Regions from separate parts of the Mus musculus genome. Here all the other regions are linked to region 3. Evidence: chromatin contacts called from public HiChIP or PLAC-seq data. All regions are on one chromosome and are shown on one strand. The core of a region is the stretch at or near the end of the contact, and the rest is flanking DNA. Distances in the headings are between cores, read along the strand shown. Region 1 holds the start of 1700039E22Rik (RIKEN cDNA 1700039E22 gene). Region 2 holds the start of Erlin1 (ER lipid raft associated 1). Region 3 holds the start of Hif1an (hypoxia-inducible factor 1, alpha subunit inhibitor). Region 4 has its middle 34 kb from the start of Slf2.

Evidence for each region. HiChIP or PLAC-seq counts read pairs in DNA pulled down with a chosen protein or histone mark.
Region 1: a contact with region 3 is called in an H3K27ac HiChIP or PLAC-seq map of epiblast stem cells. The contact joins the promoter of 1700039E22Rik here to the promoter of Hif1an in region 3. A contact is called at or near these places in 13 of 39 promoter capture datasets (the 3T3-L1 cell line, the C10 cell line, HPC-7-derived erythroid cells and 8 more), 1 of 15 datasets of contacts at CTCF or cohesin (the NIH/3T3 cell line), 3 of 484 Hi-C or Micro-C datasets (the AML12 cell line, embryonic stem cells and gonadal supporting cells), 16 of 115 datasets of contacts at active chromatin or transcription factors (the NIH/3T3 cell line, T-cell acute lymphoblastic leukemia, embryonic basal ganglia and 9 more) and 2 of 9 other capture datasets (embryonic stem cells and liver).
Region 2: a contact with region 3 is called in an HNF4G HiChIP or PLAC-seq map of pancreatic cancer cells. The contact joins the promoter of Erlin1 here to the promoter of Hif1an in region 3. A contact is called at or near these places in 2 of 39 promoter capture datasets (cranial neural crest and neural stem cells), 3 of 484 Hi-C or Micro-C datasets (B cells and regulatory T cells), 6 of 115 datasets of contacts at active chromatin or transcription factors (the 230-238 cell line, bone marrow-derived macrophages, large pre-B cells and 3 more) and 2 of 9 other capture datasets (adipose tissue and embryonic stem cells).
Region 4: a contact with region 3 is called in an H3K27ac HiChIP or PLAC-seq map of trophoblast stem cells, with 7 times the contacts expected there. The contact joins the enhancer-like site here to the promoter of Hif1an in region 3. A contact is called at or near these places in 29 of 39 promoter capture datasets (the 3T3-L1 cell line, 3T3-L1-derived adipocytes, the C10 cell line and 17 more), 1 of 15 datasets of contacts at CTCF or cohesin (embryonic stem cells), 28 of 484 Hi-C or Micro-C datasets (the 63-12 cell line, B cells, the G1E-ER4 cell line and 21 more), 49 of 115 datasets of contacts at active chromatin or transcription factors (the 230-238 cell line, the HPC-7 cell line, the NIH/3T3 cell line and 32 more) and 5 of 9 other capture datasets (adipose tissue, embryonic stem cells, liver and 2 more).

Annotation. Positions count from the first base shown.
Region 1 is chr19:44,833,302-44,840,601 of GRCm38.p6, reverse strand. 1700039E22Rik (RIKEN cDNA 1700039E22 gene) reads left to right here and starts at 4,664. Exons shown (of 3, transcript NR_045315.1): 1 at 4,664-5,111. Pax2 (paired box 2) reads right to left here. Exons shown (of 10, transcript NM_001368747.1): 9 at 5,125-5,211; 10 at 2,333-4,632. The coding sequence ends at 4,511.
Region 2 is chr19:44,068,078-44,075,249 of GRCm38.p6, reverse strand. Erlin1 (ER lipid raft associated 1) reads left to right here and starts at 5,465. Exons shown (of 12, transcript NM_001164360.1): 1 at 5,465-5,559; 2 at 5,855-5,978. The coding sequence starts at 5,866. Chuk (conserved helix-loop-helix ubiquitous kinase) reads left to right here. Exons shown (of 21, transcript NM_007700.2): 21 at 710-1,916. The coding sequence ends at 739.
Region 3 is chr19:44,560,965-44,567,935 of GRCm38.p6, reverse strand. Hif1an (hypoxia-inducible factor 1, alpha subunit inhibitor) reads right to left here and starts at 5,082. Exons shown (of 8, transcript NM_176958.3): 1 at 4,882-5,082; 2 at 4,396-4,646; 3 at 1,910-2,058. The coding sequence starts at 5,058.
Region 4 is chr19:44,893,909-44,900,796 of GRCm38.p6, reverse strand. No RefSeq gene overlaps it. Among named protein-coding and RNA genes, the nearest start is that of Slf2, 34 kb to the left of the region's middle. Within about 2 kb of position 1,891, at least 39 of the 459 cell types and tissues checked have an H3K27ac peak or open chromatin away from gene starts, as enhancers often do. A contact at or near this core is called in Sertoli cells, extraembryonic endoderm stem cells, liver and 2 more, where this site is marked.

The sequences.
Region 1 (7,300 bases), core at 3,415-5,914, 270 kb before region 3:
CTGGACTGGTAGTCTTGGGTTCTATAAGAGAGCAGGCTGAGCAAGCCAGGGGAAGCAAGCCAGTAAAGAACATTCCTCCATAGCCTCTGCATCAGCTCCTGCTTCCTGACCTGCTTGAGTTCCAGTCCTGACTTCCTTTGGTGATGAACAGCAGTATGGAAGTGTAAGCTGAATAAACCCTTTCCTCCCCAACTTGCTTCTTGGTCATGATGTTTGTGCAGGAATAGAAACCCTGTCTAAGACACCTCACTTGGGAATCTATGCCAACGAGATGGGACATGGCTAGCAGACAGAATTCTAGGGAAAGCAAACTGAAGCTGGAGAGGTCCTTGTGGTGTTTGGATGGGTGAAAGGGCTGTGGTTAGATTAAGTAACTGGCAGAGACTCCAGAGCATGTTTGGGGGGCTTTCAGGCTGATTTCAAGATGAAACCAATACTCTAGGAAGGAAAATTCTCCCTGGAAACAGCCGCTGTAACAGTGTGACCTCCCATGTCTATCAGTGGGAGGGAGACCAGAAGTAAATAAGACAACAGACGCAGAGGGTGTTCATGAAAGGTCTCTGGCTTTCAGTTTGATGTTGCTTAGGCAAAAGCAGGTATCTAAGGCCAGGTGCCTGTGTGTCTGGCTAGGGCAGCATCCTGATAAACCCACTGAGCCTTGGTCCAATACTGCTGTGTCCTGTCAGCTTCCAGGAATCCTCTCAGTGATCAGCAGGAGTTCAGTGCTGGGTGTTTGGAAGCTCTGAATAGGCGCTCTGATGTAGAGTGCATGTCTTCTAAAGGGCTCAAAATGTCTTGCCTTTTCATTCATAATGCACTTAGTACCTTTATGGGAAGCGTAAATACATACAGATGCTTAGATTGGAGTGAACGTCCAGAATTGTTTTACAGATGTTTTAGTACAGCCAGAGTTTGAAGGGGCTGTTTTTGTTGTTGTTGCTCTTTTTGGGAGACTGAAGGCTAAGGCTGGGTGAGGTAGGACTGCTAGTTCTTGAGAAGGAGAATGGGGACACAGGTGAGGAGAGGAGAGAAGAGGTTGGTGGTTTGCCGTGTATTCCCCTGGTGGCATGATATGGATAAGCCTGGGTGACAGAATATGAGGATGGAAAAACTGCTCCGGTGCAAGGTATGCTGGGGAGGAGGAGGTATCTGAAGGGCACTGCCCCAGCCAGGGTAGGGATGTGTGTGTGTGTGTGTGTGTGTGTGTGTGTGTGTGTCTTTAGTCTCCTTCCAGATCCTGCTTGCAGCTCTACAGCAGATACTGAAAAGTCTTTCAAATGGGCAGTGATGAAGAAGTAAGATTAGCTACAGAAACTTCCTAGAGTTGAGCAGGAAGCCTCTCAGGGTGGAGGGCAGGTGAAAGCTGCACCATCAAGGCTGTGTTGGCAAGGAGGAGAGAGCCAGAGCTGACAGGATGCCAAAGAGATGGACAGGGGGCCATTTCTAAGTCTCTCCAATAGAGTACAACAATCATGGACAATCAGGAAATCATTTTTTTTTTCCTAAGCATGAACAGAGACAAGGACAGACCTAGGTCCTCCACTCTCACCTGAGCTCAAATACCAGGTATTTACAAAGATCAACAACTGGCTTTCTTCTTCGCTGCCAGAACCCCTCTAGGACACATAAGCTCACACAGAAGAACAAAACTCCATTTATATGCAGGAATCGGCTGACCCACCCACTAGCACTCCTCCTCTGCCAGGGGCACCTAAACTGCTTTTCTTCTCTGAGTACACCCAGACCTTCCACCCTCACTACTCTCAGCAGCTGATGGAGAGGTCACCAGGCGACATCCTGGTGGTCCACAAGGCCCCATGAGCCGGCTCTTAGGGTCTAGAAATAAATGCTGAAAAAGAACCTCTATGGTCTCTTAGGGCACACAGGACGCAGTTATGAATGTGCCAGTGAGCAGCTGAATCCACGTTGGGAGCCAAGAGAAGACAGGACCGCAGGCAACCACCACTCATGGAGAGAGGGCCCCAGACTTTGCTCATTCGGGGAACCTGCCCCTCTAAGTGTGGTCACAGGACACTAGCAGCAAGGCAAGGCTGACTTGGTAAAGAAGGGCAGTGTCAAAGTTACTCTGAAGTTCCAGAAAGCCAAAACTTTTTGGCCCAAGGCCTGGGTGGGTGGGGGAGGGGAAGGTAGCGCTGAGGGACAGCCTTCTCCGGACTGTTGTCAGAGTTCAGCTTCAGTCCAGGGGAGCTTAGGTCAAGAATTTAGAGGAGGTCGCAGTGGAAACGGAGCTGGATCCTTGACTTATCGAGGGTTTACCAGTGCGAGGACAGACCTATTCCAGAGGCAGGGAGAGACAAACCTGGAGCCATGGGGAGTGACATACAAAATTTTATTATTATTTTTATTATTATTTATCATGTGCACAAAAAAAGAAAGAAAAGAGAAAGAAAGAAAAAAGAAAGAAGGAAAGAGAGAAAGAAAGGAAAAATAATCAAAACGAACCGACACGTTGAAAGTGGCGGAGGAGCCGGGACTTGTGGAAGGCTAAGCCTTCTCCTGGATTCCGCACTCCTGGAGCGCGGCCAGCTCCACACAAGACTGGGTCAGGCTGGGCCTCGAAGCTGGGACCTCGTTGCCCTCGCCATCCAGCTCCAGCCACTGGAGCACGGTCGGGCGCCGGCAGTTCCCTTAGATTGTTCACTTTTCTCGCTTTCCTTTTCAAATAAAATGGCTCGAAGGAAAGCGCACTCTGGGCTAGGACTCCAAGCCTTTTCGGATTTGTTCAAGGATTTTTATTTATTTATTTATTTACTTATTTTTTTTTCACTTTTATTTACTTTGTTTCTGTTATTTCGGGTCGTCACGATCCACGGTTGAGGAGACATGCAGGGAGCATCGCCGCTACCGAGAGAGCAACTACAGGGTGGGGTGGGGCAGGGTGGCCTGGTCGGGCACGTGGGGCATGGCCACAAGGGGCCAAGCCCCGAGGTTGGTTCTGCCATCTTAGATGTAGCCTTGGAGGCCTGGGGCAGAACGGACCGAGACAGAGACAAGTGAAGAAGAGAAAGAGACACAGAGGGGTCGAGAGTAGCAGAGAAAAGGGAGATGAAGTGGGAGAGATGCAGGGCGATGAACACGGAATTACAGAGAAACAGTCAACAAAACAGGCGAGAGGTGTCCACGGGACCATGTTCGTCATTTTGCATAGAGATTTCTTTCATAATTTTTTTTTGTAACGTAAAAAAATGCCCCCCTCCCCCAGGACGTGCTGTGCTTTAGTGGGCATGTAGCTGTGTCCCCCCTCCCTCCCCCCAGCGAGCGGCGACTCTCACAGCACGGACAGAAGGGTGTATCTACAGGCAGGGGGGCGGGGGGGGGGCGGGAGGACAGGGACTCTATGGTACCCGGAGGGGCGGGGCAGAGAGGGAGGGGCTATGTACAGAGAGAGGTTCGCCTCGACAGCACACACCGTCTTTCTATAAAGCAGCCTGTTGGGTTTTTGTTTGTTCATTTTTGCAAAGACCATCATCATATTAAATAAGTGTAGACTTTTTTTTTTTTTTGAGGCTCTGTTCAGCTCCTGCCCAAGGGAAGGCTGGGGAGGGGGTGCTTGGGGGGAATGGGGCGGGGAGACCCGGATTTTCATCTGGGGCGGCTCGGTCGTCAGTTCCTTCCAGGCTTTTTGCGCCCGCAGGTTGGGAGTTTGGGATGGGAGGGTGGGGGTGGGCAGCGCATTACTGATGGGAAAAGATCAATGCTCGCAGCCGCAGCCTGAGGACACGGTTCCCGCGGTGGCCCCGACGTGGCTGCGTGCTTGGGACCAAACACAAGGTGTCGTGGGATGAGCCGAGGAAGCACAGGAGGGAAAAGTGAGAGGCCAGCAGGTGGAAGAGGCGCTGACGTAAGGGCAAGGCGGGGCCGAGAGGAGAGTCACTGCAGAAGGAGATCGCAGGCCCAAGGGAACTAGGCAGTTCAGGTGGATGAGCTCAGTTGGCGTCTGCTCGCCTTGGGTACCAGCCTTGGAAAACGCTGTCGCCCCAAACGCTGTCCCTCGAGTCCGACCCTTGCGTCCCAGTGCCACCGTCTGGGGCGGGGCGCAGACAGAAGGCGGGGTCAGCTTGGCAGGCACAGGGGGGATGGGGCAGGATTTCCCCCCTAGGGTCTCCCCGGCGGCTCCTCCTTCAGCACAAAGTCCTTTCCTTAGCTTCCCTTGCTCAGCTTCTCCAGCGAAGCCTCCCGACTCCCGGGCGTCCGAAGTGGGCTGCCCCTGGGTGGGCCACGCTGATTGTGTGTCACAGAAACGGCGCGCGGGCCAGAGGCGGGCGGGCTTCCGGACGGCGCCGCGGTCCAGGCAGGCGGGGAGGGGCGACGGGCGGGGCTGGGGCCTGAGGGTCCCACCCGCGGCTCCACCTGTCCTGTCTGGCCATCGACAGGGTGATGAGAAGGGCTGCGGGGCTTGGGGGAGGATGTCTCGAGGTGGGGGTGGGACAGGGACGGTGGCCGAGAGGCAGCGCGTCGCTTCGGTCCTCCCTCCCTCTGGGGTGGGCGGTCAGACGGGGACGATGTGGAGGCCGAAGCTGTCTGCCTGAAGCTTGATGTGGTCCCCGCGGTAACTAGTGGCGGTCATAGGCAGCGGCAGCAGCGGCAGGGGCGGAGCCCCGGGGGGCGGCACTATAATAATAAGGGGAACCTGGAAGTTAACACAGGAGAAGAATGGGCTGGGTGAGAGGACAAACAGGAGAACAAAAAAGGAAAGAAAAGCAAAGAAAAGCCCTCCCCGGGTCCAGCGGGATCAGGCCTGGAGGACTGTGGCTCGGCCCCGAGGCCAGATGCCCAGGAGTAGTGCTGCATCCACAGGGCGGGAGAGGGACAGGACAGGTGACACCCGGCTGCGGATCCCCCAAGGGGTCCGACGGCCACTGTTGGCTAAGAGCCCTCCAGTGATCAAGAGGTAGGGGAGGGAAGAGGCTGGAGGCGCAGGCGTCCTGGTGGTATCCCCAGGACCCGGCGCTGCTCTAATGGGCCTGTCTCCCTGGCCCATCCGGGTACCCAGAATTGGGGTGGTCCTGAGTGGGATCCGTATCCCGAAGCAGCCTGCGCGCCCGAGCTGGCGAGCGGGTAGGCGACCTTGGGAGCCGCCGGCCTGCCAGGTGGCGTACTCACTTAGTAAGGCGGGGTTGCTGAATCTCCAAGCCTCATTGTAGGCGGTGTACTGGGGATGGCTGTATGGGTTGCCTGAGAACTCGCTCCCTGTGGGAGGGCGGGGAACTGGAATTAGAGGCGTTCAACGTGTCCAGTTGGCCTCTTCTGTCCTGTCCTCACTAGTCCCAGTCTTGGGTGTTTCAAGCAGGGATAGGGCCCCTGGGAGCAGGCCAGAGGCCAGGTAATCCACACACTCCGAGCTCTGCATGGGGACAGCCACCATAGACAAGTAGCAGCCAGATCCCTGCACACCTAGGCATGGAGGGAATCTGTGGGCGGGTTTGTGCCTGGGCTCTCCTGCAAGAGATCGCTGCCCAGGAAGGGTTTGGTCTTGGTCTGGCTGCTCCCACTTAAGTAAATTGGGAGCTGAGAGCTTTTACAGTGGACACTGGCTTTAGGGATTCTACAGCATGAGAGAGGGGGAAGGTGGAGCAGGAAGGCCCCTGGGACACTTTGTCCCAGAAAGCCCTAAGAATGGCATCTCAGAGCTGTGCCAAAGCTAGGCAGGTGGTAGTGGTGGTGCCCTCCTGGGAAATAACCCCTCCCACTTTTCCCTCCTGAGGTTCAGTACAAGGGCCACGTAACTGGGGAAGTGAACTGCGGGAATCCACTGGACTGCTCGCAGGCTCAGGAGCAGTGAGCAGTGGAGGGCACAGTGGGTTGGGAGCCTTCGGGAGCTACCTCCCTCCCTCCAGGAGGAGAAAGGCCAGGCCTATGGGTTTCCCCCCTGGCCCTTTCTCCTGTGTGATGACCCCAGACTGTTTACAGTGATCCCTAACCGCGGGTTAAGTAGAGGAGAAGGGGCCCCACTCCAAGAAGGAGCTGGGTGGGGGTGGGGGATGCAGCCACTGGAAAGCCTGTTTATTGACGAGGAGGGAAAGCATGCGTGCAGCAGGATAATGAGCTTCTGAGCTCAACTGTGACCAAGAGGAACTGAGCTATCTCCTTCCCCATCGCTAATGAAACAAGTGTAATTTCCTCATCAGCACTAGATTCTGTTTAACGACTCCCCCCTTGCCACCATGAGCTCTCTGCGGCTCCCCTCATCCCTACCTCCCTGTAGACTCCCCACCCCCCACCTCCCCACTCTTTCCTCACCACCACCACCCCACCTCCCTAAGACCTCCTCCAGCCTCCACCTGCTCACTGCTGGGATCTTCTTCCAGAGCCATCCCTTGCTCCCCCACCAACAGCTTCTACTTGCCTTCTCCCAAGTGTGAGCCCCAATCCCTTCATCCGCACCTCCAACTTCTCTCAGTCAGCCCTATTCTCTTAACAGGCTGTAACGGGCTCCCCAGTTTCTCAACCCTTACTCAGGGCCGTGCCTTGATGAATAAGGCCAATCCAGCTTTCTGTCCTCTCTTTCTCCCTCTACCAGTGAGGGTTGAACTTGAGGAGTGGGGCATACAAAAGGGCTCCAGAGACAGTGGACTACAGGCTGGGAGAGTCTTAGCCACCTTAAGGTGAGAGATTTTGGTGTTTCAACACCAAACTTCAACTCTCTTTGACTTTAAGCCACTCTCATTTGGGGTGAAGGTTAGAGAGGACAGCCACCAGGCTGCTTCCTGAACCCCAAACCCAAGTCCAGTGCCTCTCAGCAAAAGGGTACACTAGAGATTCAGAGGAGCACAGAGGACCTGGGTCCTCTGAAGACATGTGGAGTTGTTGTAGCTAATTTTTCTCTGAAGCTAACATCTCTCTGGTTCCCTCCTGTCCACTTTGAGACTAGCTTCCTTCTCTCTAGATTGGGATTGGTTCTCCACAGTGGTCTCCTCCCCTGGCTTGGTGTAGACCAGCATGGCTTTGTCTGAATGACTGCCATGCCCCTGAAAATGGTCCTTGGTTCCAAGTTTCCATGGAAACCAGGGCAGGCTCTTCCAGGCAGTGTCAGCTAGCTGAGTTAGGCATAGACTTGGACGGATGGGTGCTGAGGAAGGGCTATAACCTAAAGCTGTGTTGACAAGGGAACATTTCTGTATGCTTCCTCCTTGCATTGCTTCTAAAGAGTCAGCTATGGCCATAGAAGGACAATGGTTTGCAGAACAATGGCTTGTTGGTTCTCCCCCCCCCCCCAACCCCCGACTCCCAGCCACAGATTACAGTCCACTAGCAGCTCTCCCACAATTTAGTTAACCCC
Region 2 (7,172 bases), core at 4,216-6,715, 490 kb after region 3:
ATGAGCGTCTGCATTCCTGGCAGTACTCAGCTCGCCTTTTCATAGTATAATACAGGGCTCAGCCCTCGGCACGGTGCTGCCAACTTTTAGGCCGGATGGTTTGCACATCAGTTAAGGAAATCAGGCTCATCCCAGCTGTCCTTGGCAGTCTCCTCTGAGGTGATTCTAGGTTACGTCGACTCTGCAAAACTAACTGTCCTGTGTGGTAGCATTGTGTCGACAGTGAGCATCCCCAGCAGCGTCAACAGTCAGATTAACCTTTCTTCGCAGTGTGAATGCATGTACCCCTTTGCTTCAGCAATACATTTTTTTCAGTAAGCTGATAGTTTTACTCTGTAATTACTGTATTTGATGCATATAAGATCGATTAAGCTAATAATAAAAGAGGCTGAATCAAGATTTAGTTGCTTTGAACTATTGATTTGTTAAAACTGGGAGAAGCTACTCTAAAATCTTAGCAAATTCACTGCATTTAGTTTTGATACAACTCTTTGTCTTTCCACTTAAGAGTATTTGACTCGGATTTTAAAATAACTTTAAATACTTTTTGAGTTCCCAGAAGATAAAGTAAGCTAAATTCAAACTCTAACTTCTGTAGTTTTAACTTTTTGAATTTTGAATATAAAATGTCCAAACATTAAAAAAATTTTTAAAAGTGAACTCTACATTCAGATAACTGCTAATTGTGACTTTGCATGCCTGCTTTTAGAGTCTTGATTGGAGTTGGTTAGCAGAATGACTCGACACTCGTTTACTGTCCTGGAGCCTACGAAGCTGTTTTGTCATTTACTCCAAAGTCATCTTTACTTGCTGAAGCCATTCCTCACTTACCAGTCCGTGAGGAGATGGCTGTGATCGGAAACTACGAGTGACTTTACAAGCACAGTAGCTTGGTGTTTTGTTTGTTTCTAATAATTATGATCTCTGAACAGATAGAATTTTATAGCAAATTAGTGAAATTAATTATTCTTTTTAACACCGCAACTAATGAGGGAGATCATTAGTGACCTGCTTATCTTATAAAATTGGAAAAATACTACTACTAGTTTAGCTGATGAAAAAGATAATCTTCTAAAGGCCTAAATTTTCGGCATAAGGCCCAACATGGTATTAGTATACAGGAATGAAAAATTCACCCAGTGTTCATTTGAAGTAAAGTTTTATCTATGGGTTTTCTGTGGAAGAGACTGCTGACAAGTAAAATTGCTCTTCCTGAAGACTAAGCCCAGCCTCCTTGTGTTGCTCTCAGCAAGTGTTCTTCATGGCATCACATGGAGTCAGATGAATCCCATCTTTAATCACACATTTAATAGAGTCCTTTTCCTGTGTAAGGGGTTGGACTTTTGTGCCTTTGATATCAGCTGACCATAATGAATTGTGTTGTGTGCTATATGTATATGTATTTAAGGTGTACATTTAATAATATCAAAGAGAAGATGCCTGTTAATTTATAATGTATTTGAAGGTTGTATTGTTTTTGCATTTGTAAAAATGGGTTACTTGTTTAAACAATCTTTTATGTCTTGTCATACAAATTCCAAAGGGTCTGCATTCCTTTATCTGTAATTACAGTCTCAGAATCCAAGTTCTGAAAACAAGGTATCTATTCTGATCTGACACTGGATCTGCTTATCCCATTTAGTGTGAATATTCATTGATTTATGTGTTTGATTATTGGGATGTGCTGCCACAGGCTCTCTTGAAGGTTGATGTAGTGTGGCGTATGCACTGAATTACCTTTCTAAAATCTGAACAGTTCTCATTCTGAAACATCTAGACTTAAGGGTTTCAGATAAAAGACTGCGGTTCTCTGCCTTATGTTAAATAACTTAGAAGATGTTATTTTGTTTGAAAAAATGTGAAATGCTTTTATATTCTAGTTTTTCACTTTGCATATTAAATGATTTTAAAATTATTTTGAATCTCTACTCATTTTAATACCATAGGCTAATATGGTTTGAGAAAATGTAAAGGGTCATGTGATAGGTTAGGAGCACTAGTGACAGGATAGATTTTTTTATCCTTTGTTATTTGTGTGTGCGCACATGTGTGGAAGCCAGAGGACAACTGTGGGGATAGTCTTCAGGAATATTGCCCTACTTTTTGAGAGTATATCAGTGGCCTGGAGCTTATCAATTAAGGTAGGTTGGGTGGACTGTGAGTCACAGGGTCTTCTTGTCTTTGCCACTACAGGTGGCTTCCACCATGCCTGGCATTTTACATGCATTCTGAGGAACCAGACTCAGATCCTCCTACCTACAAATCATATACTTTACTGATCAAGTCATGTCCCCAACCGTGTACTTCCTTCTAGAATTAAATAGACTTACTGGGAAGAGTTAAGGAACTTCCTTACTGTAATGTTTTTACCTAGGACGTACTAGTACTACTCTATGTGTCTAAAAACATTAAGACTCATCATTTACACCGATTATACACTCCTCCCATCCCATTTTATTATGCTGCCATTCTCCTTGCACCTGAAGCTGAGTTGTCTTTATCTTTGGGTTTGGTTTTTAGACAAGGTCTCACTATTAACCAAGTCTAGTCCACACTTGCCATCTCTCTTTAATCTCCCAAGTCTTAGCTACGGGTGTGTAGCATACATGGCTGTCTTGTACATCTATGTACATGGCTATCTTCTGTCTTTTAAATCATCAGGTGTCAAGGTTTCTTTACAGATGGTAATTCCATCCCTGTCAGCTGAATGATAGGCAAACTCTCCGTTCATTAGCTCTAGAGTCTAGAGACTCTTAATAATAATAAAAAAAAACATTCATTGGGTGCTATTTGCTCAGAAGATATTAACCTATATGCAAAGGTCAGAAGAACTTCTGGTTTTATTTCTGTTGTTTTAAAACAGGATCTCACTGGGCAGCCTAGAACTCCCTATGTAGACCAGGCTAGCTTCAAACTTTATTAACACTCCGTCCTCTGCCTCCCTCTCAGGAGTGCGTGCACCGCCTCACGAAAGTTAAAACTGACAATTCAATAATGGAGTCTTAATGTGTAAGTTTTTTTTTTCCCAGAAATCATGCATTTGTTTTTAACTATCACAATCATTGGCACAAGGATTTGCCAGATTTGGAGGTTTATTTTGATGGAACACAAGTGATGTTAGGACCTTCTAATCTACATGATTTAGACAGGTTGATATGAAGCAGAAAATATAAGATCACCCCAAACCTACTTCTGAAAAATTAGTAAACCACTCTTATTTTTTGTTCAGTAGCAACTTTCAGAATTAAAATCATAAGTTATCAACTGTATATACTTTATTCTATAGGCAACATTACGAGGAACGAAGAATAAACTCGGAAAGCACAGATACTAGACCAAACCAAGTTTGTGCCCCCAACTCTCCCATCAAGCCCAGCATGGTACTGGGTGAGAGCTCTACTGCTAATCTCTATCTGCAGCTTCTTTTTCTCTTTCTGTTTTGTTTCTGAGACAGGCTGGCCTGAAACTCACTCTTCCTGCCTCCACTTCCCGGCTGGGATTTCAGGCATGTGCTTCCACGACCTGCTTTTTTTTGGCAGGGGAAGGGTGTTGTGATCATAAAAAGAGAAAGAGCTATAAGAATATGTTCTGGCACAATGTTGGGGAAGGGGGTGCCTCAGCGGGCCCATTGCCAAGGCATCCCCTCCCCCTGAGGGACCAGACACACACCAATATAGTATAGAATAGAGTTTATTTAGGGCACGGGGAGGGGAGTTAAGAGGGTAGTAGAGGCAGAGAATGGCAGAGAGTAGAGAAGTAGGGACAGGCCATGGCCACCTGGAGGGGGGCAGGGGAACGGGATGGGAAACAAGGAGGCAAGAGGTAAGAGAGGCAAGAGCTTAAGAGTGAGAGGAGGAGCCAAGCAGCCCCTTTTATGGGGCCACGCCTACCTGGCTGTTGCCAGGTAACTGGGGGGTGGTGGGGGAGCATATGTGGCTGCTGCCAGGAACTGTAAGAGTGGAGCTTAGACAGAATACCAACAAAGGGGACCAGAGGAGATGAAAATAGCTAAACTGTAATATTGGTCTGCAACAAACAAGGTCCCATACATTCCGTGGTAATAAAAATCAAATGCACGATACAGGTTAGTGCATGTATTGAAGGGGTGTGGCTAGATTTGCTCTTACAAAGGCCTGAATTGATTCTCTTGCCTGTCATTCTCTTTGTTACTAGCATCATACATAACCTTGTATTTGCTGTTGTATATCCGTTTCCCAGTTTCCTGTCTGTCTTCACTCTCAGCCAGTTACAGATACAATGCCCCAAAAGCACTGCTTTCTGGTATTTTCCTGCACAGGAGTTTGGTAATCCTTCCAACCTTGTTAACCTTTTCTAGTTGTCTCTGCCCTTAGTGAAATAGAATGCCCTTATTTCCCATGTGTCCCTATATCTCTAAACTCTACCCTTTCCTTTTAGTTTTTGTTTTGTAATACATGCACATGGTGTGGGTTTATTCCCTAAACCTTTTATGATTATTAATTATTGTGTGTGTTGGTGTGTGGTGTGGGGCATGGACCTTTATGTGTGGAGATCAGAGGACAACTTGTGGAGTCAGTTCTCTGCTTTTCACTTCTGTGTGAGGTCTAGGGTGAAAATGAAGTCCTCAGGAGTTCACAAACTCCTCTACCCACTGAGCTATCTCACCAGGTCCACGTGGTATAGAATGTTAAAATACAGTGAAAAAAAAAAAAGGTCGATTCCCAGCACCGATGTGGCAGTTCACAACAGCCTTTAACTCTGGTTCCACGGGATTCAATGCCCTCTTGTGACTGCTGAGGGCACCAGGCACACAGATAGTGACTGACATGCATGCAGGCCTAACAGCCATAAATGAAGTCACTGTCTTCTTGTCATACATTTTCTCTATCAGCAGAAAAATGGATCCTAGACTTTGTAAATCTGGTTCTAGCCTATCTTGCCATACAACTCCTTTCAACCTTATCGCCGTCATGAAAACTCAAGCGTTCACTACTCATTTTGGCCTACAAGACAATCCCGACCTCCACATTCAACATACATATATCATTCTGATCCTGTTTCTGGGTGGCTTTCAGAAAGCACTCTGGTGTAGCATTCTGGCACAAAATAAATATTCAGGCCAAGTCTGAATGGTTAATTCTGGTTGAATAGCTTCCTCTTCTGAACTCGAACCCCTGATTCCTTGAGACTGGTCTGGTAGTTTCCCTAGTGCAGGGTGTGTACCTGGAGAATGTGCTTGCCAGTTGGACTAGGGACGAACCACAAAAGGATGCAGGAACAACTCCTACACTGAGGGGCTGGTCCTGTGCACTAGCATGCCTCAACCAGCGTCTGTCCGAGTGACCCACCCCAGGAGACTTGGTCCTCGTCTGGGCACTTAGAATCACTACACTGTGCGCGCACCCGGGGCCAATTTTGTCCCGCCCGCGCACCGTCTCGCGAGTCGCGGGCGGGGGCTGCGTCGCCTGCGTCCCCGCGCAGCCGCAGTACCGGGCAGGTGGGCGGGGCCGGCTGTTGGCAGCAGTTGGCGGGGCCGGGTGGCGGCTGCACGTGCGGGCGGGGGCGATGCGTCACTGACCGGTGAGGCGAGGCTCGGGGGTCGCGGTCCTCCGAGTGCCTGCGATCAAGGCCGCCCTCAGTCGGGACCTAACGCTTGGGGAGTCGGGGAAGAGGTGTCACGACGTACGCCGAGCCGGGGGCACCCGCGCAGGGGGTTGGCGAGGGGAGCGCTTAGCTGAGAGAGAGAGAGAGAGAGCCCGGGGCCGGAGCGCGGGGCTTCCCGCCTCAGCCGCCCGCGACCGTACGCGGGCTCTTCCCTGGGTGGGGACTGGCCTGTCACTCAACGGACTGAGGTTCCTCTTCTCCCCATGCTCAGGAGGAACAAGGATGAATATGACTCAAGCCCGGCTTCTGGTGGCTGCAGTGGTGGGGTTGGTGGCGATCCTCCTGTACGCCTCCATCCACAAGATCGAAGAGGGACACTTGGCCGTGTACTACAGGTGAGCGCCGCCCTGTGCAGCCCGCGATGGTTCTAGAAGCACAGTGGAAGGGTCCAATGGGTCACAGCGAAGTCTGGGAAGTTGCTCTTTTCCGCGGCGTCAGGGGAGCTGCTTCCAGCCCTGCCTGGGAAGTGGTTTCATCCCAGCTGCCGGGAGTTAACCTTTGGCGGGGCACTTTTCCGTTGTCGGGGCAGTTTAGTGCCAAGTTCGTTCTGTACAGAATTGAAGACACCTTAGGGGGCACGGAAGTAGTCACTGCAACCGAGATGACTTCTCATAGTCCGCACAACTGCACAGGTGTTTAGTTTGCCGCTGTGGATTTTTTCCGGATCTCTGTCTTACATAAAGACAGTTCTCCCCAACACTAAGTTGGGTTTTTTCTTCTTCATTAAAAAATCTCCCATTGTCTGGTTATGTCCCCCAAAGTCTTCATGACCAGAGCAATGTCATATATCCCTAAAGGCCAAGAGACAAAAACCACATTTGCAGGCCACTTTTCTCACTTTTTTTTTTTCAAGTCAAGGTGAAAAAGAGTGTGGACTCAGTTGCCATCCACCTGATTTGGCATAAATCAAGTCTAACTTCCCACCAGGTCCTCGTGGTATAAGCTGGGAAGAGAAGCCAGTTTGTGGACAACTTGGGATAGTGGTTTATTCTGAAACAAGCAGATTTTTGAATATTTCCATCATGCCCCCTAAACTGGTATTTCTACTTTTAGATCAGTCCAGAATCCTAGAAAATACATACTTTTGGTGGTATGTCTTAACAGATGGAGTTCTAGCATAAGAAATACCAGCCTGGACCACATTTCCATCCAGTTTATCACTGTCCTTCTGACAGGAAAACCACGAAGAGAACATACGGAGATACCACTCCAAAAAAAATGACTAATGAACCTGCAAAGGTTCATCTTTTGAGTTATGACTTAGGACAAGGATGAATGTTGTGGGAACTTACTATTCGTTGTGTAAAGTAGGACTTTGTGTTGTATTTGTCCCAAATTTGCAGGGGGTGCTTTCACCGTTCACATACTACAGAGTTTGATAAACAAGCCCCTCTCTCAGCTGTCAACTCAACCCTTTCGCTGTCTGTCTTTCCATGCTAGGTTTTTGTTACCTTTAGACAGAAACCATCCCCCTAGGATTGGACTCATGTATTGAAAGAACCATTAGCCTCAGAAAGTTTCTTCTTCCT
Region 3 (6,971 bases), core at 3,833-6,332:
CTGTTCTTGCCTCGACACACCTGTGGGATACAGAGTTGCTCAGAGCAACACTGGGCTGCTGAGTCTCAGGGAGAGAGAGAGATGACTCAATTATTGGAAAGGGCTGCAGAATTTAAGAGACATTGCTTAGAATGTCACCTTGGCCAGGCCTTATAATGCAGGGCTGTGATTCCAGCTACTTAAGAGTCTGAAGCAGGAGGATCATAATTTCAAGGCTAGCACAGGCAACATAGTGAAACCCTGATTTAACCTGAAAATGTTTTTAAAACAGCTGGGACAGCTTAATTGTACCGCACTTGTCCGCACGCAAGGACCTATGACAATCCCCAGTGTCACAAGTGTAAATATATATACACATCCATATACTGGTACCTTTAATTAGTTCTGCCCTAATGCACATTCCATCTATCCTGTATAACTAAGGTCGCAGCTACAGTAGCTCTAGGGAGGCTGGGCAGAAGCACTGATGTGAGTGCCAGGCTATCCTGAGCTACGTAGTATGTTTATAGCCAACCAGGGATATACAGTGAAACCCTGTCACAAACTAAACACCTAGTGTGCCAAGACGGCTGCCGTCCTACTATGGACGGTCCAAATGCGTCCTCAAAGTAGCCCTCAGCTCCACCAGAGGCACCTGGCCACAGCAAAGGAAAGATTGGCCCAGAGCCAGGAAAGCAGAACCAGAGTTTTTCTAAAAAGCCAAAGTTGGTTTTAACCGGGCAGGTGGGTGTCAATTCCTAAGCTGCACTGTGTGAAACCTCTTTAATACTGCTATCAAAAGTCCAAATCTGAGAAATACCAGCCCAGGTCAATGACGTCATTCGTTTCTTGGCTCCCCAGGTTCACGCAGTAATCACTGCGCAGCTGTTGATGGCTTAGCGCTGAGCTGGTGCTGGGCACTGAAAAATAACCCCACCCTGCAAACCGTTCCTTCTCCTGAACACCGCTTAAACGCTGGAGAGGTGGCTCCAGCAGTTTGGAGCACTTGTTGCTTTTACAAAGGACCAGGGTTTGATTCCTAGCATCCACATGATGGCTGACAACCACCTTAACTCCAGTTTGAGAGGATCAATTGCCTCCTTATAGCCACCTGCCCCAGGTACACAGAAGGTGCATAGACACACACGCATACATACATGTATACAACCATTCATACAAATAAGATTAAAAATTTAAAAACCACTAAAAAGTCAAAACACATTTACATGTTTACTTGTGTAAACATAAAAACTCCCAGCAAGAAACATAAACGAGTATGACATGAAGTGTCTCTGAAGAGGAAAACTGAGAAGCTGAGAGTAAGAGAAGACTCTCGGCTAATGCCTATTTATATCCTTTCAGTTTTGAACCCCATAGATATGTATTTAAGAGATAAGGTTTCACCTTATTAGGAGAATAGTCTCTGCCAGGCACAATGGTGCATGCCTTTCTTTTATCCCAGCACTCAGGTGGATCTCTGTGAATTCAAGGCCACTCTGGTCTATTCTATATACTGAGTTCCAGCCAGAGCTACCTAGTGAGAACCTGTCTTTTTAAAACAAGTTTCCATTTGTACAGGAATAGATCCCTCTACACCCTGTACTTCAATGGAACGAGGCAGTGTTTCAGAGAGACCTCCCTATCTTGGCATCGTGCTCACAGCACCACTGAGAGAGGAAGAGAACTTCCTCAAGACTGCACGCCACTATCCAAATGACTTACGTTATACATTACCTCATTCAACTGCGGTAGCTACTTATACTATGTAGCTACTTATACTATGCTAGCTTGTTCCTTTTGCGGATGAGGACGCTGAAGCATTAAAAAGTCCAGGGCCTAGTTTCCAGTCATATGGCTACTAAGTAGTGGAGACAGGATTAGAAATCAGGTTTGCGTGGTACAAAGCCATGCTTCTGGAAGCATTTCTTACCTTCCATGCCAATGAGCAACAGGTTAGAGGTCAGCTGCCCCCAGCCGCGTTTCCCCTGCTGTTTATTGATCCAGTTCCAGTTAAAACCCAAGAAGTCCATGACAATCTTCCTCCCCACGGTGTCATTGAGTGTCTGCTGCAGATACAACCTACATTCCCCAAGAGAAAACTCCCATCAGTATGGGTGAGCAGTCCCTGGTAGTGCCCACGTCGGGAACTCAAGGCTGTTACTAGCATCTCCATGGCAAGAGGTTGAACAGTAGTCACAGAGCTGAATTCTTTCTCCGTGTCTGAGCTCTGCTCCACAACAAGCTCTTCAAAGACGCGATTCTTCACCCTCTGGACCACAATACAGACTACCTAAGAATCAAGGTTTCATGAACAAGATCCACGCATATGGGTATTTCACACAAGTTCCCTGGAAGCCTGTCTACAAAGTCTATGATGAACCAGACTCCTTTCAGGACCTGATCCACCTCCACCTCCTTTGGCCCCTGATGACTGCTGTGGCTGATTCTAACACTGCCCACCAGCTGCCTCCTTTGTAAGAGACCTTGGTTGGACTGATACAATGTCACAGAGGGACTGTGTTGCTTCCAAGTCTGATTTTAGGAAATAGTCCACACTATCCTGTTTTTCCCTTTGCTACATCCAAACTGCAAAATTCCAGATTGTAACTACTGGGACAATTCGTGTCAGGAATAGACAAGATGATGTGACCCAGGCCAAGCATGTCTGAGTGAAAAGAAGGGACTTCCCTGCCTTAAAGTCCTAACAGTTACGGCAACATTAATTAGAGATCTCAGTAACTTGGAAAAACCTAGCTACAAGGAACCTCCTAGGTGGGCTCTCTCAGGGTAAGAGAGGCTGGCCCTGAATCCCTCATTCTTCGGCTTCCACTTCCTGAGTGCTACGATTACACACGTGCACCACCCTGCCAGGTATAACACACCTACTTACCAAAAAAAAAAAAAAAAAAAAAAAAAAAAAAAGTAAGCCACAAATCTAAACCATATGCCTATTACAACTGAGTTATAAAAGCTCAGAATCTCTCCTAGTATGCATGTAAGGTCACAGGACAACTTGTGAGAGCTGGTTCTCTTCTTCCACCATGGTGGTCTTGGAGATTAACTCCAGCTGTCGGGCTTGGCACTTAGCACATTTAGCCAATGAGCTACCTCATTGGCCCAGACCTTTAAAATCTATTCACTTAGTTACATTCTGATGCTAGGAAGCCAGAAAGAGAATCAAGATAGGAGGCTACAGAGTACTCCAGATATGGCCACCAAATGTGGGACAGTCATTCACTGTCAAGGACTCAGCGAAAGCAATTCTCCAGGGACAATTTTATAATGTGGGACTGACTGCTGTCTGGAACCTATATAACTGGGCGGTCCTCAGAAGTGGAAATAAAAACAAAAAGGAAGAATCACTCTTCCAAATGATTTTGGACCAATAGAACAGTGTATCAAGCAATGTGTTCTGACCTTCCCAAAGCTAGAGGATCCTGATACCCCCAACCCAAATCATAAAGGACGGCTCAACTTTTTGTCCCTAGCCAGAAAAGTATTTGAGAATCAAGACTGTCAATTTCAGGGCTAAATCCAACAAGCAATTATTGCCTTACTCTGTGCACATGCGTGTGCGTGTGTGTGTGTGTGTGTGTGTGTGTGCGCGCGCGCGCGTGCGCGCTTTAAATGTCAAAAGGGCTGCAGAGATGGTTCATCGGGTAACAGCTGCAGTAGGAGACTGGGACCCACATGGCTCGGTTCCCAGGACCCACTTGGCAGTTAACAACTATTTGTAACTCCTTTGCAGAGAATGGAATGCCTTCTGCCCTCTACAGGCATTAAATACACATGGTGTGCAAGGCAAACAGGTAAACACTTTAATCTCAGCACTCAAGGCAGAGGCAAGAGGATCTTATCGAGTTTGAGGCAAGCCTAGTCTATATGGCAAGTTCCAGCCAGTCCAGTTAAGAGCTCCAGAGTGAGTCCCTGCCCCGCCCCCCCCAAAACAATAGCAACTAAATACAAACACCTGCACACATAAAACACAATCTTTTTTTTTTTTTCAAGAAATCAAAAGATCTTAAGTAAAAATCTTCCATTTTGAGCTTGAAATTTTCGAACCCTGGGACAGCCCTCCCAAACAGAACCGCACAATGATTTAACTGGACATATGCTATCAGGCTAGTATAAGTTCCACATAGGCACGGTCAAAGCCTTTCTTTCGTCTGACTGACCCTGCAAAACAACTGTCACTCTAACTACCAAAGACAGGAAATTGGACTCACAGTTCAAGGCTAATGCTGCCCTCATCCACTAAGCTAAAAAGAACCATCAAGAACTCAAAGCGCAGAGCAGAATATTCACTCGTGGAACCCAGAGGCTTGGAGGTGCCAATCTCTTCTTACCCAACTCCACCACACCTTCAAACAAGTACAGGAAAGCGGATGCCCTGGTTCTACTGACGGGGCAACTTACCGCTCTTCTCCCCCGCGCTGCTGTATAGCTTGTAGTTTCTCAACGAACTCATGAAATTTAATTTCCTCCCTGTTGGACCTTGGCTTAAAGTTCTGGAAATTGCCCATCTTCTTCTCATCATAGTATAAGAACTTATGGGTGCTGGCACTGTACACAGAGAAATCTCCGTTGCCAATATTCTCTTGCAGGTATTCGAGGTCCCACTTCAGTGCAGGATACACAAGGTTTGTGTCGGTCAGCACCACTGGCTCCTAAGCAAAAACATCAAAAAAAAAAATCAATGAAGTAATTCCAAGGCGCTAATATGTTCTTCTCGACGATATCTGTACTTGTCAAATTCACAACAGTGTCTCCTGTCACTCTCTCCTGACGTAGCATCTCCCTTTCCCGCCTCTCAAGCCTCTGTCCACAATCTGATCAGTGTGCCACCTCTCCGCTAACCGGGTCCCTTCCTCCACCCCCTTCAGCAGCAGCCCCGCCCCCCACCTCATTTTCGATGAGCTCTTCCGCCCGAGGGTCACTCTGGCTCAGACGTGGGATGGGCCTGGTCGGAAAGCTGTAACTTCGTAGCTGGGACTCATCCCAGGCGGGACCCGGAGCTTCGGCTTCTTCCCGGGCCTCTCCAGAGCCAGAGGCCGCAACCTCGGCTGCCGTCGCCGCCATCTCTACTCTAGGGACGGCCCCGCCGGAAGTGAAAGCTCCGCCCTTTCCGGAAGCAACAACAACGAACACCATAGAGATGGACTGCAAGAGAAACCGATCGAGACCTTTTAAGTAGGTGGGCGCCTAGGTTGAAGGAGCGCTCCCTAGCGGTGACCTGCAGGACTACAGTCTAGGCTCCATAAGGCCGACTCGCTTAGTTCCTTAGAAAAGGGACAAACAAGCCCACGAAATATTGCTGCCTCCCTATGTTCAAGCCTACAGAGGCAAAGACGGAGGCAAGTGTAATTAAGCTTTAAGCTTTACTCTCTCGGGTGGGGAGAGAAGCCAACGCTTAGATCCACTTAAGAAATCACTAGAAAAATCAGTTAGCACATAGACCTTGGGTAAAGCTGTCCTGAAGGCTTAGACAGATGATTAAGGACAAACTGAATTCATTCAGAATCTAGAGAAGATCAAGGGCTTATAGTTCCAATTACTCCAGACGCTGAAGCAGGAAGACCACTTGAATCCAAGAGTTCAGAGCCAGTCTGAATAACACAGCAAACCACCATCCCTTTAAAAAAAAAAAAAAGTAATATAAAATCCATTTTTGTTCAGTATTATTTGATTTTTCTGCATATAGCACTATCTCACCTACTTAAATCTAATCTTGCAATGAGACCAATGTTATGCAACCACAGATATTCACATTTTCCAACAATACATACTGGTTATAAGAGAAGGTATTAATTGTTTTGTTTGCTTACTAGACTATTCTTTTTTTTTAAAAGATTTATTTAATATTATACATAAGTACACTGTAGCTGACTTCAGATGCACCAGAAGACAGCGTCAGATCTCACTATGGGTGGTTGCTGGGATTTGAACTCAGGAACTTTGGAAGAGCAGTCAGTGCTCTTACCCGCTGAGCAGTCTCGCCAGCCCTTACTGGACCATTCTAATGAATACCTACAGGAGGCCAAGATTGTCATCCCATGGTGTACATATCCTATTTAAGTCTCTCCCCTTAAAATGACAGTAGGAACTGCATCTATGACAGGGTGGTGTCCCTGTAGTTAGGTAACATTATATGGCAAATATGTAGTCAAAGTCCCTAACCAGTCAAATTTGAGGTCATCAAAATGGAGACTTATCTTGAGTAGGGCAGACATTATCTCTCTAGCCCTTTAAATCTGGAAACATTAGTTAGAGACAAAAGGCTTGGGGATTTGAATCCATAATACATGCTCTCTGGTTTGCCTTGAATATATATGTATATTCATATACACACACACATATATATGCATATATTTCAGAAAATGACAAGTGAATTCTTTACAAGCTGAGAAAGACTATTGGCTAATAGCCAACAAAAATATGGGAAGTGTAGCCCTATAAATTCAAGTAATTGAATTTGACCAATAACTGCTATGCTTATAAAAGGATTCAGAGCCTCAGATGTCATGGCATAGGCCTTGGTTTCACACTGGTGAGACCCTGAGCTGTGGACCTGACTAACCAGAACCAATACTCATGACAAATGTGAGATATTAAGTAGGTGTTGTTTGGGCTGCTAATTTTATGACTTGTTTAAAGAACACTAAAACAAAATTTAACTGAATATGCAGCAATAGAAATTAATACTTCTGTCTTAGTTATATACTTAAGCTACATAGTCACTATGATATAACAAGTTGATAACAGGGTTATCTCCATGAAGGGGTTTGGCAGCAGTCAAGATTTTATCTGCAATGTTGATTTTTTTTTTTAATTTATAGCCTTGAAAATTAAAAATAAACCAGACCTAGAAATTCATATTATTAAAATCAGGAATGAATGCAGGAACATAACACTGACTTTACAAATATAAAAAGCAATATATAAGATACTATCAGCAAGTGAACATTAAAAATAGAGACTCTAGATGAAATCGA
Region 4 (6,888 bases), core at 642-3,141, 340 kb before region 3:
AAGGAAAGACCGCTGACTTTGCAACCCACAGGCCCAGAATGTCCCCATCTATGGCACGCTGTTATGCTTCGAGGACACAGGACTATGAACTCGAAATTGTCTCGCCTTTGTCTCCTCCTGGCAGGTCTTTAGAGCTCGGGGAAACAGTGGAGCGGTACAAATCGCAGTGGCGTGGTAAAGCCCCCCTTACTCCTGATGGGCCTGCCTGACTCATATCCGTTTCCCTGGCAAAAAATAAGTTTTTGTTATTGCTGGCTTGGCAGAAGCACGGAAGAGTGCGCGAGGATCTACTGCCCCATGCATCACTGGCCAAATTGCCTGAGAAATCCCAGCTCCAGAACTTTTCATCGTTGGCTGTGATGTACTGAGCAGAACGGCAGCTCCATTTCCCCAGCGTGGCTCAGCGACGCTGGCACTTAGCAGATCCGCTCTGCTTGCAACTCCCAGCAAATATGGCCTTTCCTCTCCCTTCCCCTCCCCGTGGCCCTTTTTGCCCCTCACCCTTTATCTTTCCCATCCCCCTGTCTGCTCATCAACCCCCTCCCTGCTTCTACCCAACAGAGCCATAGCTGGAGAATCAGGAGGAGGCCCACAATGTCATTTCCCCATCACTCTGCAGACGATTCCACACTAATGTTCTTTTAATGCTGTGATGCTGCACTAATTAATAAGCATCCTGCACAGAGGCCTCGCTCAACTCTCCTCCCCTCTCCTCCTCTCCCCTCCCCGCCCTTCCCCAGCAGCCAAGGAGAAGGCCTCCTGCCTGACATCCTGGCAGGCTGGCAGCAGAGAAAGGATTTCACTCCTCTACCTGAGCTGCCTGATATTGCTATGAGAGATAACTGTATACGAACCAATAATCTAGCCTGACAATCCAATTTACTGACCAATAGCGCACAATCCACCATGTCATCGGCCGTGGGGAGGCCCATAAATTAGTTCCTAGTAATTTATTCTGATCAATAGAATGGGCAAAGTCACTTGTCTCTTTAATCAAAGGCCTCAGAGATGTCAGTGCGGGCTGCTGTGTGGGAGGGAGCCAGGGGGCCGTGGGTTCTTGGCACCACACCCCTCACCCCTAGCTCCCAGAGCCCGGCAGAAAGCCTCTAAATAGGGATGGTATGGGAGCTATCTGTGGTCCGGGCTGCCTATCTCAAGCAGAAACATGCTCTTCAAAGAAGCCAAGGGCAGGGGTGACCCAGATTGTGGTAAACAAGAGTTGTGCTGACTCAAAGGACATCATATCTCTTTGGAATGTTTAGAATCTTCCTCCCTATCACAGGAAGCCCCCAGTCCTTGTACTGGCTGTAAAGAGAAGATTCCCAGGCCGTGGGAATGTGCCTTTCCAAAGCCTGCTATGTAGATATTTTCCCACCAGGCCTTTGGAGGCTTAGCAGGACAGAAAACGAACTCTGAACTTCAGTCTTTCTCTGGGGCACTTTGCATCGAGAGAGGAAATCCACAGAACACAAGTTATCTGCCTTATCTGGCCCTAAGAGAGGTCGAGGTTCACACTCCAGCCCCAGGATGTCACACATTCTTGAGAGGGCTATTACCTGAGACATTCTTACTTGCCTGTTAGAGCAACAGCTTTCAGCGCCCACCCCCCCTCTTGGATAGCTCATGCTGTCATCAGCCAGGAGCCTCAAGCCCCCTCCCCCCCATTCTTTCATGTGAGGTCTAAAAATTTCACAAAGGCATGGGGGAGGGGGAGCACTCTTGTGAAATCTGATCAGTAGGGAGGCTGAGACAGGAGGATTGAGATTAAATATTAATTTATAAAGTAATTCTATATCATTTGATTAAGTTACTAAAGCCTCGTACTCTTCTGAAGTAGATACTGTTATTAGTCCCACTGAGTCAGAGTGTAAACAGCTTGCCCCAGGCCTCACAGCTAGGATCTGGTTGAGCAGGAACTGAAAGCCAAACCCTCTGGCTCTTATCCATCAGGCTAACGTGGAGGCAGAGGGAATTTCCCTCACCCCATCTCTGCAGGGTCAATATTTTAGTCTAGGAAGCAAACTGACAATAAACACCCACGGAAGAGATGCAAATGTATTCCAGGCACAAGAACAAGAGGCAAAGAGAATCTAAGGTTAAAAGAGGGGGCCAGATTGGGTTGGGGAGACTGATGGTTTCAAATATGCAGAACCCACAGGAAAAAAGCCACCCATAGCACCGATGCAACCCCAGCACCCCAGGTATGTGTATGGGGAAGAAACAGGAAGATTGCGGAGGTGTGCTTGTGTGAGCGATTGCCTGCGAGGATGACCATGCACCATGTTCCTGCCTGCGGAGAGCAGCTGAAGACTCTGAAGCAGGTGAAGACATCCAACCCAGAGGCATCAGAGCCCCTGAAATTGAACTACATTTGTGGGTGCTGCAAATTGAACCCTGCAAAAGTAGAAAGCACTCTCCTCTCCTGAGGTAGCTCTCCAGGCCCTCACTGGGGCTTTCTGGCCCCCAGCCCAGCAGTTAGTCTCAGTGAGAGAGAGAGATCCTGTCTCAGGGAGTAAGTTAGAGAGTGATAGAATAGGAGGCCTGTCATTGTCCTCTGTCCCCAGCCCCCTTCACAGGCCCACACACACTGAGTTCCAGGGGACAGAATGGTTTGATGCACACATACTAGTTATTTCTGCCATGGGGCCAGGGTTGGCCTGGGACTTCCTAGGTAGTTTAAGGCATACCTTGAACTCCTGACACTCCTGCCTCTGCCTCCTATATGATAGTATTACAGACATGTGCCACCATGCCCAGCTTACATTTACATAAAATATAATTAGCAAATGAATCCGTAATATGCTTAGAAGAATACTGACACAGAGTAAAGGTTATTTGAAGTGTTTTTGGTATAAACACATTCACAGCGATCAAGGGACAACATTACTGGGACTCTCTGAAGATACAGCAAGTCCTTGAGATGCTCTGCCTCCCCTTCACTCCTTGTCCTCCAAATAGATAAAGAATGGTCAGCCTCTGCTATCTCCCTGGAGTAGAAGAGAAAGTTCAAATGCTTCTCCCAACGTGTATTCCCTCTTCCAGGCCCTGGGGGAGCGCCAGTGCATTGGCCTTGGGGAAAGAGACCAATCTTGCTCTAGAGAGAACAAGCTTGTCCTCCTTGGTGGGAGGGAAGGTCAGCCTGGGGGCTGTGGTGGCTGCAGCGACTTGGCGAAGGACACCATACTCTTTGACATAAGCGGGATGTAGAAGATAGCAGAGTTTTGTAAAGAACCAGGAGTCAAAGGCTGGTTACCTTGGGTCCCCCTTCTAGCTCTGCCACTGACTATGGGACCTTGGCCAAGTCACTTCAGGTCTGACCTTGGTTCTGTATTTGAGGCAGAAAAGAATGGGGGACAAAGACCTTACAAGTCTCCCACCTGACATTGTGGAGTTCTGTGTGAGGCTGTGCAGATCTTTTAGGTTTTCCCTGAGCCTCCTCTATCCTGCCCCACTCCCCGCACCGTAACATCAGCAATACAGGGAAAGCCAGGATGTGTCAGACTATTATAGTCACCAAGTGCAACAGATATCATTTCTGAAACTGGAGTATGGGGAAAACCAATTGCCTTAGGACAGAGGTCCTCTTCTCTTCTCTTCTCTTCTCTTCTCTTCTCTTCTCTTCTCTTCTCTTCTCTTCTCTTCTCTCTCGCTCTCTCGCTTTCTCTTTTTGAGACAGGGTTTGTGTTTCTCTGTGTAGCTCTGGGTATCCTGAACTTGCTCTGTAGACCAGGATGCCTCTGCCTCTGCCTCCTGAGAACTGGGATTAAAGGCGTGCTTCACTACGGCTTGGCTCAGCTGAGGGTTTCTATCTCTGTTATCTTAATTTCGACTTGGATGACTTTGGTTCTGTCAAGGTCAAAGCTGGGGCTTCTGACCTTAGGGAACGTCTGCAGGCCTTCCTGCTAATCCCACTAGTTTTCAAGGATACGCATGCTTCAGGTTCACCGAGGCACAGTGTGGAAACAGCAAAATTCCACGTGAAATTCTAAGCTCCCGTGACTGTCCTTGGATCCTGTTCTGGCCTCCCATCCCCTTTTAACTGAGCTGAGCTGGAGGGCTGGGGTACACAGTCCTTGGTGTGATGGGGCCAGGTTGGAGGCCGGAGGCTAGCCTAGGGTGGCTTCATGGCAGGTGGACACAGTTTCTGGTGAGGAGGAATCTGGCACCCTCTGCTGACCCCGCGGCAGGAGACAGCTGGTCAACCAGGCTAGAGCTGCAGCCATTGGGAAGGGGGAAGGCTGGGGTCTACTACTAAGTGGCAGCTTACTAGTCAAAAGAGCAGTTCCCCTCTCGGAATAGATCATTTTTATTGGTTTTGCAATAAGCTTATGAGACAGGAACAATTGCAATAAACAAACTGAACAAGAAATCGAAAAGATGGCCCCCGAAAGCTGTTACTGAGCCCTTCACACCTTCTCTTAATGAGTCTGTAATTTATAACAAACTCATCACCCCAGCACCTCCAGGGTTCTGCGGCTGGGAACTCATGGCCTTTGCCCGTGTGTGGTTTGTTACTTTTTAGGTGCCCGGGACTTGGTTTAAGAGGTGGTAGGTGTGTCTGGGGAATAGGAGGAGGCACGGGTTCTGGAGTCCCTGGTCAGACCTTGCTCCAGTCATGGCTACCTCTGTCCCTACTTTAGATCTCCGCTGAATGGAGGAGGCTGGCTCCAGGGAACCTACTGACTCCAGCTTTCTGCCTCAGCTCTCTCACCAGCCTTAGGCTGGCGATGGAAGCCAGCTTCCCTTTAGACTTCCAGACTAGTGCTTTGAATGGAAGGCTGTGATAACTGGCAGCTTCCATTGTTCCTAGGGATGAAGCACTGGCAAGGAGCTGAATCTTCTTGTTTCTCAAGGGTAGAGGCTCTGTCAGGACGAAGACATGCCTTCCTGTCTCACTCTGCAACAGGTTAGGGTTGAAAGCAGAGTAAATACTCCCCTGCAGTGTGGACATGGATGGAGAAGCCAGGGCTGGGTCTCTTCTTTCTGGCAAGATTACCTAGGGAAAGCCACATCTACCCGCTCAGCTTCAGCTCCTGGCGCAGTGTCAGGTGGAGGCTACAGAAGGTCACAGTTCTGTCTCTGCCATAGATTGAAGTTCCCTTAAGCACCCACTTTCTCTGGCCCTTTTTGCTATCAAGTGAAGCCTTTCCGCATGGTAGCCTCCAGACCTGTCACCTGAATCTCCAGGAGGTACTTGCCAGCCTCCTGTGTATTTTCTGGCAGCTAAGCATGGGGGAAAGCTTCCAGGGATGGGACCTGTAGTCCTGACCAAGCTCTCCTCTGTACCGGACCAAGTACCTCATTGAGATGCCTGCAATCCTTACGGGTGGCCACAAGATGTCAGTGCCAGGCCATACAAATGGCTCTTGTCCTGCAAAGGCTGGAAGGAAGCAGGGAGATTGGCGCCGACCTCAGCTTCAACTTCTCCCTCTCCAAACTCTTGACTTTGTATCTCTTACATGCTCCTGACTTTTTTGAGCCAGATGGGGAGTGGGGGTGGCTGGGAGGATTGGGGGGGTGGAGGTGAGTTTCTGAGACTCCTTGGCATCTTGCTCTGGGAAAGGTAGGGAGCTTGAGGAAAAGTATTCTTTACCCCACTGTGTGTGTGCGTATCTCTGTGTGTACATTCACACATGCATGTGTGTCTTCAGGCCATCCTAAAAGGTTAAGGAGAATACCAATAATAATTACATATACATATATACATATACATATACATATACATATACATATACATATACATATACATATACATATACATATATATACATACATGTACATATAGCCCATTTAAAAACTAGAACACTTTTTACACTTTTTCATTATATAGAATTGATAACTTTTTGAGAAAATAAACATGCATTTAAACATTTTTTTTTTGCAGCACATTCATGTACTGAACACTAATACCGCACATTAATAGGTACAACGTTTATGTTTTAGTCTACCACTTAAATTAAAAAAAAAAAAAAGAAACCAAACAAAACTCAAAATGCCAGCTTTGGGGTTACCTGTATTTGTGGCTGATGTTTTGAGTATTTGTGTCTGCATAGACAAATTCAGATCTGGAAGGCCTTAGAACTGTTCTTGCTCTAGTTGGCACTGTTGACTTATGCCCATGATCCTATAATCCCTTCACTCAAGAGGCTGAGGCAGGAGGATCACCTGAAGTTTGAGTTCAGCCTGGACTACATAGGGAGCTCCAGGCTAGCCTGGAGTTACATGAGACTTTTTAAAATGGTAGAGAGAGGCCGAGAGGAGTGGGCGAAGAAACGACTCAGTCAAACCTCTATTGGTGGGGAAATAGGTCTGCAACGGAGCTGTCCGGTGGAGTTGGCTCCCCTGCCTTCACCTCAGCATATGAGCGTCTGTCCAGATGCCTTGGTCTTCCCAGTTTTCTTCTTAGGAAGGTCTCCAATTTCCCATCAACCAGCAGCTTTCTGAACAACATCAGAAGGAAACACAAAGAAGGCAGAGATAGAAGAAAGAGAAGGAAGACAAGGCCGTACTGTGTGGGTATTTGCCATCTTGGTGTCTCTCCCTTATCAGAAGTGGATGCCTCTGAGGGAGTGTGTCTCCCTGCAGCAGATCTGCCTGTGTTTGAGTGAGTCTGAGACCCCGTGTGAGTGTCCCCCTCAGAGCCAAGGACTCCTTAAGAAGGTTTCTGTGCTTTGGGCTGGCACTGTGGGAGCCAAGGTGTATCCAGGGCTGGTGTGCATGCCTGAACGTGATGGAGTAACCGTGAGGGGAGGCTGCCCCCTCTCCAGCTTCTTTGCCCCCACCAGACTGTCCTCTCACAACCCCAAGGGTTTTGATGTCCCTGCCCCAGTGGCAATGAAATCCTTTATCGGTTGAGGCACCAGCCCCCGTGTTGGGATCTCAAGGTTC